2 separate regions of the Mus musculus genome follow, and region 1 is linked to region 2. The links are chromatin contacts, called in public Hi-C maps. All regions are on one chromosome and are shown on one strand. Each heading gives the region's core, a stretch centred on a gene start, on an enhancer-like site or on the middle of the called end of the contact. The rest is flanking DNA. Distances are from core to core; before and after follow the strand shown.

Evidence for each region. Hi-C and Micro-C count contacts between places; a contact is called where the count stands out from the background.
Region 1: a Hi-C map of the MNK3 cell line shows a contact between it and region 2, with 3 times the contacts expected there. The contact joins two enhancer-like sites. A contact is called at or near these places in 1 of 39 promoter capture datasets (hippocampal neurons), 1 of 15 datasets of contacts at CTCF or cohesin (embryonic stem cells), 7 of 484 Hi-C or Micro-C datasets (the MNK3 cell line, embryonic stem cells and myeloid progenitors), 3 of 115 datasets of contacts at active chromatin or transcription factors (all in embryonic stem cells) and 1 of 9 other capture datasets (embryonic stem cells).

What each region holds. Positions count from the first base shown.
Region 1 is chr16:48,669,264-48,673,335 of GRCm38.p6, reverse strand. No RefSeq gene overlaps it. Among named protein-coding and RNA genes, the nearest start is that of Gm41458, 57 kb to the right of the region's middle. Within about 2 kb of position 1,820, at least 39 of the 459 cell types and tissues checked have an H3K27ac peak or open chromatin away from gene starts, as enhancers often do. A contact at or near this core is called in the MNK3 cell line, where this site is marked.
Region 2 is chr16:48,325,702-48,329,471 of GRCm38.p6, reverse strand. No RefSeq gene overlaps it. Among named protein-coding and RNA genes, the nearest start is that of Dppa2, 17 kb to the right of the region's middle. Within about 2 kb of position 2,406, at least 9 of the 459 cell types and tissues checked have an H3K27ac peak or open chromatin away from gene starts, as enhancers often do. A contact at or near this core is called in the MNK3 cell line, where this site is marked.

The sequences.
Region 1 (4,072 bases), core at 571-3,070, 340 kb before region 2:
CCACCTGCACACACACACACACACATCCCACCTGCACACACACACACAAACACACATCCCACCTGCACACACACACCACCTGCACTCACACACACACAAACACACATACACAAACACACATCCCATTTACACACACACACACACACACACCACTAAATAAGTATTTTTTAAAGGGGGGGGCTTTTTTTAAATGTATTTGAGGTCTACATGCTTTGGATTGTACAAATGTGACCAGACAATTTCCTCTGCAGTGGCTTCTCCTTTGCATGCTTCACGGCTGTCAATCCTCTTCTACTTAAGCAAATATTGACTTTCTGTCTTTATTACTTCCTCACTTTGATCCTCTGTGTCACAGGACTGTCTCTATCCAACAGAAACTATTTTAACATCACTTATTGACACCTGTAATGGTTCGCCATCATAGGCTGAATGTGAAATGTCTCCCCACATAAGCTTGTATATCTTTGAACAGGTTATGGCACTGTGTTGTGAAATTATGAAACCTTTGGAACATGGGGCCTCAGCAGTGGCTCAGGCCACCACTGTGGGACAGACTTTGAGAGCTATTATATGGTCCTGCTTCCAGCCTTTTATTTTATTTTTTTTTTTAAGTTTTATTATATGTGAGTACACTGTAGCTGTCTTCAGACGCACCAGAAGAGGGCATCAGATCTCATTACAGATAGTTGTGAGCCACCATGTGGTTGCTGGGATTTGAACTCAGGACCTCTAGAAGTACAGTCAGTGCTCTTAACTGCTAAGCCATCTCTCCAGCCCCTGCTTCCAGTCTTATTATTTGTTTCCTAGATGGGTAAGGTGCCAGGGAGATGGCACTCTGAAGTGCCCCATGCCTTTCTCACCATGACAGAGAGATATACCCTGGAACTGTGAACTGAAATAAGCCTTCCTCCCCTAAGTCACTTATGGTGTGTGTGTTGTCACAGCAACAGGAAAGTAAGTAGACAGTCACTTACATTAGGCAACACAAACACCCCTAATAATCTCTCATTTAAAGAAAACTTTATCAGTTTTAATTCCCCAAATACAGGATTTAGTGATTTACTCCTATTCCAATACATATATACATATACATGCATAGTTTTACGTGTGTATTGATTTTTGCTTAAAATGTGATTTTTAAAGCCAGGGGAAATAATAGCACACATAATTCTGTAGTGCCTTTTAGGAACTGTGATACATCTGTTCTTGTCATAGTCTTCCAGTTCAGAAGTCCCATTTTTTAACCTAAGCTCTAGTCTGAATATCATTTTTCTTCTATAGGCACTTTAAATTTATTTACTTTAATCATGTTCCTGTGTGTGGGTCTGTGCATGTGAGTTGTGGGTGCCCACAGAGGCCAGAGGCAGCACATTTCCTGGCGGCTAATGTCACAAGTGATTGATAGCGGTCCAAAATGGGGGATGGGAAGTGAATATGGTTTCTCTGCAAAACCAGTGTGTTTTCAACTACTGAGCTATTTTTCTAGGCCTGCGTCATTTCTCTTTTTAATCCACACCTCTTTGTCTTAAGGGGCCTTCTAACCGCTGTCCTCCTATTATTAGCAGCTGTGTTTGCTCGTGCAGAATTAACCCCAGATAGCAAGCAAAAAGCCCTGCTGCCTTCTTCTGGCTCATATTATCTGGGGTTGTAGACACTTTTCTCTCAGGATAGTTCTTTCCCTAAGGACAACAGAATCCTCATACTTCTTCCAGGGATGCTACTCTCTACCTAATTTTTCTTTGCACAGGAAGCAGCTCCATTGATAGTATCAAACATCTTGCCTTGATGACTTAAATTTCATTTCATACACTGTTTAAAATACCCATATACCCCACTTCCTCATAGAAAAACTGAACCTTTTTACATTGGTGTTCTGAAATCATCTGTTCTCTCTACTCCAATCTCTTATACCTTTAAGATCAAAAACAAGGACAAAACCTACAGCAATTTTTACCTATTTGATGATGCCATTTTCTGCTGCTTATTTGAAATAGGGATTTCATTTGCAATGCCAGCTGTTCTATCATTCCCTATGAGTTCATGTTAGCCAAGGAGATCCCAGAGGCCCCAGAAATAATGCAAGCTATTGCTGTTGCCTTTGGCTGCCCACCAGAACTTGATCTGAAGACTCAATACTACAGACATCACACACTTTGGACATAGGACACAGAAAAATCAAGATGAACCTGAATTAGAAGCTTCGTGCCTGCTGACTAGCATTCATGAAATTGCAATGTGATAAGCAAGCTGTCAAACTAGAAATGCCATCAATGGTCTTACCCAGCTGGGACCACTGCATGCTTCAATACCAACCTAGTACATCAAGTCTCTGTGAGGGTAGGCACATCTACTAAGGCCAGACAAGGCGGCACAGCTAGAAGAACATATCCCATGTACAGGCAACAGCTTTTGGGATAGCCCCTTCTCCAGTTGTTCAGGACCCATATGAAGACAGAACTGCACATCTGCTATAAGTGCAGCGAGGCCTAGGTTCAGCCAGGACATGTTCTTTGGTTGGTGGTTCAGTCTCTGAGAGACCCCAAGGGTCCAGGTTAGTTGGTTCTGTTGGTTTTCTAGTGAAGTTCCTATCCCCTTAGGGGCCAAAATCCTTCTTATTCTTTCATAAGAATCTCCAACCTCCATCCAGAGTTTGGTTGTGGTTGCCTGCATCTGTCTGAGTCAGTTGCTAGGTGGAGCCTCTCAGAGGACAGCCATGACTGCAAGCATAACAAGAGTATCATTAATAGTGTTAAGGATTGGTGCTTACCCATGGGCTTACGAGTCTCAAGTTGGAACAGTTATTGGTTGGCCATTCCCTCTGACTCTGTTCCATTCCCCATGCCTGCATTTCTAGTAGACAAAATAAATTTTGGGTCAAAAGTTTTGTGGGTGGGTTGGTGTCTCTATTGCTCCACTGGGGTTCCTGCCTGGCTACAAGAGGTGGCCTCTTCAAGTTCCACATCCCCAATGCTGTGAGTCACAGCTGAGGTCATCCCCATTGATTCCTGGGTGCCTCCCTTATCCCAGTTCTCAGTTTTTTCTTTGATATGAGGAAGAAAATTTTAAAAGATGGTCTTAGTTGTTTTGCTAGAAAGATATAATAAAGTTAGAATCAAGAATAGAATGTGCCCACTCCTCATAATAGAAAGTAAAGGTTGCATAATAAGAAATGCAATGAGCTTAAGTAATGGCTGCATAATAAGAAATACAATGAGCTTTCATAATTATACTAAAAAGAGGAATAGGTTTGGGACAAATTTGTGTTCAAGGAAAAGCATGCAGGTCCAAGGGTGAAGCCACAGTTGTGCACTATGATAAGATAAAGCTATGAGAAACTGTTGTTTTGGACTTATAATGAGCATATAGAATGCAGCTCTGCTTTGAAGTTAATATCAACATCCTTCTGTAACTCCTATTTTCTGTGACATTTTTCTTTGAGGCTATTTTCTCTAAGAACTTTTGTCTATTAAAAAAATGCCAGAGAAAATAAAGATGGTGTGATATTGTGTCGTGGTTGGACTCTACCCCATCCATCCATCTATCCATCCAAATGTCTGTCTGTCTGTCTATCTGTCTGTATATATGTTTTTACACTTAAGAATTAAAAGAGCTCAGAGTTTCTTTCTGGGCATTCTTGCCAGCCCCAACTAATTAAGTTTTCTTGTTCCTAACAACAGAAAGAGCAACTGAATTTGATTGGTTGGGCAAAAACACATCATTTACATTCAATGTCATTTGATAAGGATGGATCACTGGGGGAAGTCCCTAATCCCCAAGTCCTGATTGGTTAAAATTACAACTGTAACTTGGCCCAGATGCTTGCAGGTTTTATACTTATAGGTCCTCTTCAGCTCCTACTTGGACTGCCAGAAGAAACAATTCTCCCCAGTCCTTGTCTGGTAGCCCTGATAGATCAGTGACTCTGCTTATGTGGTGGGAACAATGAAAGATTTTATTGTTTTTGCGAACCCATTGGTGTTTTCTTTCTCCTTTGTCATGGTGAACAACAAACATGATGTAAGAATTCCATATTCACCCAAGTCCCTTACACAGTCTTTTATATATGTGAAAG
Region 2 (3,770 bases), core at 1,157-3,656:
GTGAACAGACACATGACCAACGCAACTTTTTTTTTTTTAAATGCTGGTAAGGATGTAGAGAAAGAGGAGCACTCCTCCATTGCTGGTAGGATTGCAAGCTGGTACAACCACTCTGGAAATCAGTCTGGTGGCTCCTCAGAAAATTGGACATAGTACTATCTGGGGACCCAGCTATACTACTCCTGGGCATATACCAAGGAGATGCTCCAACATATAATAAGAACACATGCTCCACTATGCTCATAGAAGCCTTATTTATAATAGCCACAAGCTGGAAAGAATTCAGATGTCCCTCAACAGAGGAATGGATACAGAAAATATGGTATATTTACACAATAGAGAACAATGTCTTCCTGAAATTCTCAGGCAAATGGATGGAACTTGAGAATATCATCTTGAGTGGGGTGACTCAGTCACAAAGGATCAAACAAGGCAACTCATAAGGACAACATTCAACTGGGGGTAGCTTACAGGTTCAGAGGTTTGGTCCATAATCATCAAGGCAGGAGCATGACAGCATCCAGGCAGGCCTGGTGCAGGAAGACCTGAGAGCTCTACATCTTCATCTGAAGGCTGCTGACAGAACACTGGCTTCCAGCTAGGATGAGGGTCTTAAGCCCATAGACACAGTGATACACCTGCTCCAACAGGACCATACCTTCTAATAGTGCCACTCATAGGGCCAAGCATATACAAACCATTACAATGATATACAAAAGTTAAAATATCATAAGGAAAACCATTGTTTTGCACACTAAAAACTAAGTTAATTAGTTAATTGATTTTAAAGATGTATGAATTTTATGTTTATAGGAGTTTTGCCCCTACAAAACTGTTATGGTCATGCAGTTCATGTAGAGACCAGCAGAGGGTCTCAGAGCCTCTGGCACAAGAGTTGTGGAAAATTTTCACCTGCCATGGGAATCCATCATGAGTCCTCTGTAAAGGTAACCAGTGCTCTTAATCACCGACCCTAGCATTCTTAATCACTGAGATGTCTCTCCGGATTCCAAATTAAATGTTTAAGTAGGAAAAATTGGAGCTGAGGAGACGCTTACTGGGTAAGAGTACTTGTCATACAAACTCAAGTTTGACCCCTGGAGCCCAAACAACAACAGCAAACTGAATGTGGAGGAGTTACACTGAACTAATGCTAACATTTGGGAGTTAGGGTTGGTAGGATCAGTCATTAGAAGATATCCTGCAACGCTTGAACTGTTATCTTAAGAAAACAAATTCTAGGGGCTGGAGAGATGGCTCAGCAGTTAGGAGCACTGACTGCTCTTCTGAAGGTCCTGAGTTCAAATCCCAGCAACGACATGGTGGCCCACAACCACCTGTAATGAGATCTGACACCTTCTTCTGGTGTGTCTGAAGTCAGCTACAGGGAACTTATGTATAATAATAAATAAATCTTTGGGACAGAGTGAGCAGGGACTGAGTGAGGGGGGGCCAACCGGAGTGGTCAGGGTTGACCAGAGTGAGAGAGGTCTTAAAATTCAACTCCCAACAACCACATGAAGGCTCACAACCATCTGTATTCACTTACATAAAATAAATAAATAAATAAATAAATAAATCTTAAAAAAAAAACAAAACAAAACAAATTCTACTAACGGGTTATTTATATACAAGCATAAAACCGGTCATAGATGCCTCAAAAAATGTGATTGTCATAAATCTTCAGTATATAACTTACTGCTTAATCTTGTTTTTTTTAGTATTAGTACATTTATTTATTGGGGGAGTGCACATTCCTCCAAGTAGGTATGAAAATCAGAGGAAAACTTGAGGGAATGAATTCTCTCCTTTGACCATATGACTCTTGGGGATCCAGCTCAGGTTACCATAAGTCTTGGCACCTTTACACACTGGTCCATCTCAACCCCCAAGTTGCCTAATTTCTTTTTCTCAATACACAGCATTATCACCTATTGTATGACCGTTACCTTCCCTAGGTACTGAGACCGCAAAGTGAACATGACTTGGTGAGTCACTCAGTAAAGTTTTCAGGACATTTCTACTGTCAAGAGTAACCATGAAGGAAGCTCTTTAAAGATGAGATCCTGCCCCTGTGTATCTTTGTGTTGCTAAGGATGCAAACAACGTGTTTTCAAAGTCCATACTCTATTTGTGTTCAGTAATCGATGACACGGAAAGCCTATGCTTTCTTCTCTCCTGTGGAGTTGGTAAGCAGACTTGGGAAAGGGGAAACACCCCCCTCTGTTTCTTGTTTATGTTAGGGTGAAGAACTGAGGCTTGGCTGGGCTTTAGCAGCAGTGGTCAAAGAAGGTGGTTTGGGGAGAGCCACAGGCCTGTTAGTCTTGTGGTCATTTGGAGCCAAGCAGGTCATTAGGCTGACCTCATGGGCAGATCTCAAACAGCATAACAGATGGGTGCTATTATGGGTCGACACTGACGAATAGGATTTGCTCAAAATAGCACAACGAATCCGGCTCTTGGGGGACAGTGAACATTTATCATTGGTGATTAATCCTTCCAAGAGTCCATTTCGAAGCTAACAGGGCTCTCTTCTCTCTCTCTCTCTCTCTCTCTGTGTGTGTGTGTGTGTGTGTGTGTGTGTGTGTGTTTGAGAGAGAGAGAGAGACCCATTCAGAAAGTATTTACTTTTTTGTTCTACATGAAGATTTCCCCCTCAAGTATTTAAATAATGAACTGTCTAGTAGATTAGTCCCAACTCCCAAACTTAAGCCTGTAACCCACTTTTTTCAGGGGGCAATAGAGAGAGAGAGAGGAGAGGTGAAGATAGAGTTTCTCTATGTAGCCCTGGCTATCATAGAACTCACATTGTTGATTAGGCTGGCCTAGAACTCAGAGATCCACCTGCCTCTGCTTCCCAAGTGCTGGGATTAAAGGCTTATACCACCACACCTGGCCTGACCTACTTTCTAGTATGTGCCTAGTTATTATAATACTTTCTTTTTCTATAGTTTTATATTTTTCTTTCCTTTCTTTTGGGGAAAAATGTTATCTTGCCTGTTTCTTTTGTTTTGAAACCAGGACTCACTATTCAGCTATAGCTAGCTTGAAACTGACTATGTGGATCAAGCTAGCTTTAAGCACTGGGAGTGCAGAGGTACGCCACTATACCAAGCACATTTCTCCTATAAAGATACACTTTTGCCTGTATTCTTTTCTTGTTTTTAAAGGTTTATTTTATTATATGTATGTACACTCTAGCTGTCTTCAGACACTCCAGAAAAGGGAGTCAGATCTCATTACAGATGGTTGTGAGCCACCATGTGGTTGCTGGGATTTGAACTCAGGGCTTATGGGAAGAGCAATCAGAGCTGTCAGTGCTCTTAACCGCTGAGCCATCTCTCCAGCCTCTTTTAACTGTATTCTTAGATGACACCTACTACAAATGTCAGCACAGCACCTGAAAGAGGTTAGATATTAGTAGATTTAACACACCTTAAAACAATTAACATTCTCAAAGAGCAAAGGGCTCAGGTAATGAGGGTGAGGGTTTTTTCTCTCTCTCTCTTATTTATTTATTCCCTTTACATCTGAATTGAAGCATCCACCTCTCCTCCCAGTCTCCCAACACATGTACACCCTCCCCACCCCACCCTCTGCTTCATCTCTGCAAAGGGTAAGGTCTCCCTCTGTACCAATCCGCCGTGAAACCGCAAGTGAGGGTAAGTTTTAAAACATGGAACATATTACAGCTGTCTAGGAAGGTTGGTAAGATTTGTTGGCCTTGAAGATGATGGGATATCAAGGACACTACAAAAAGTGAGAGCCAT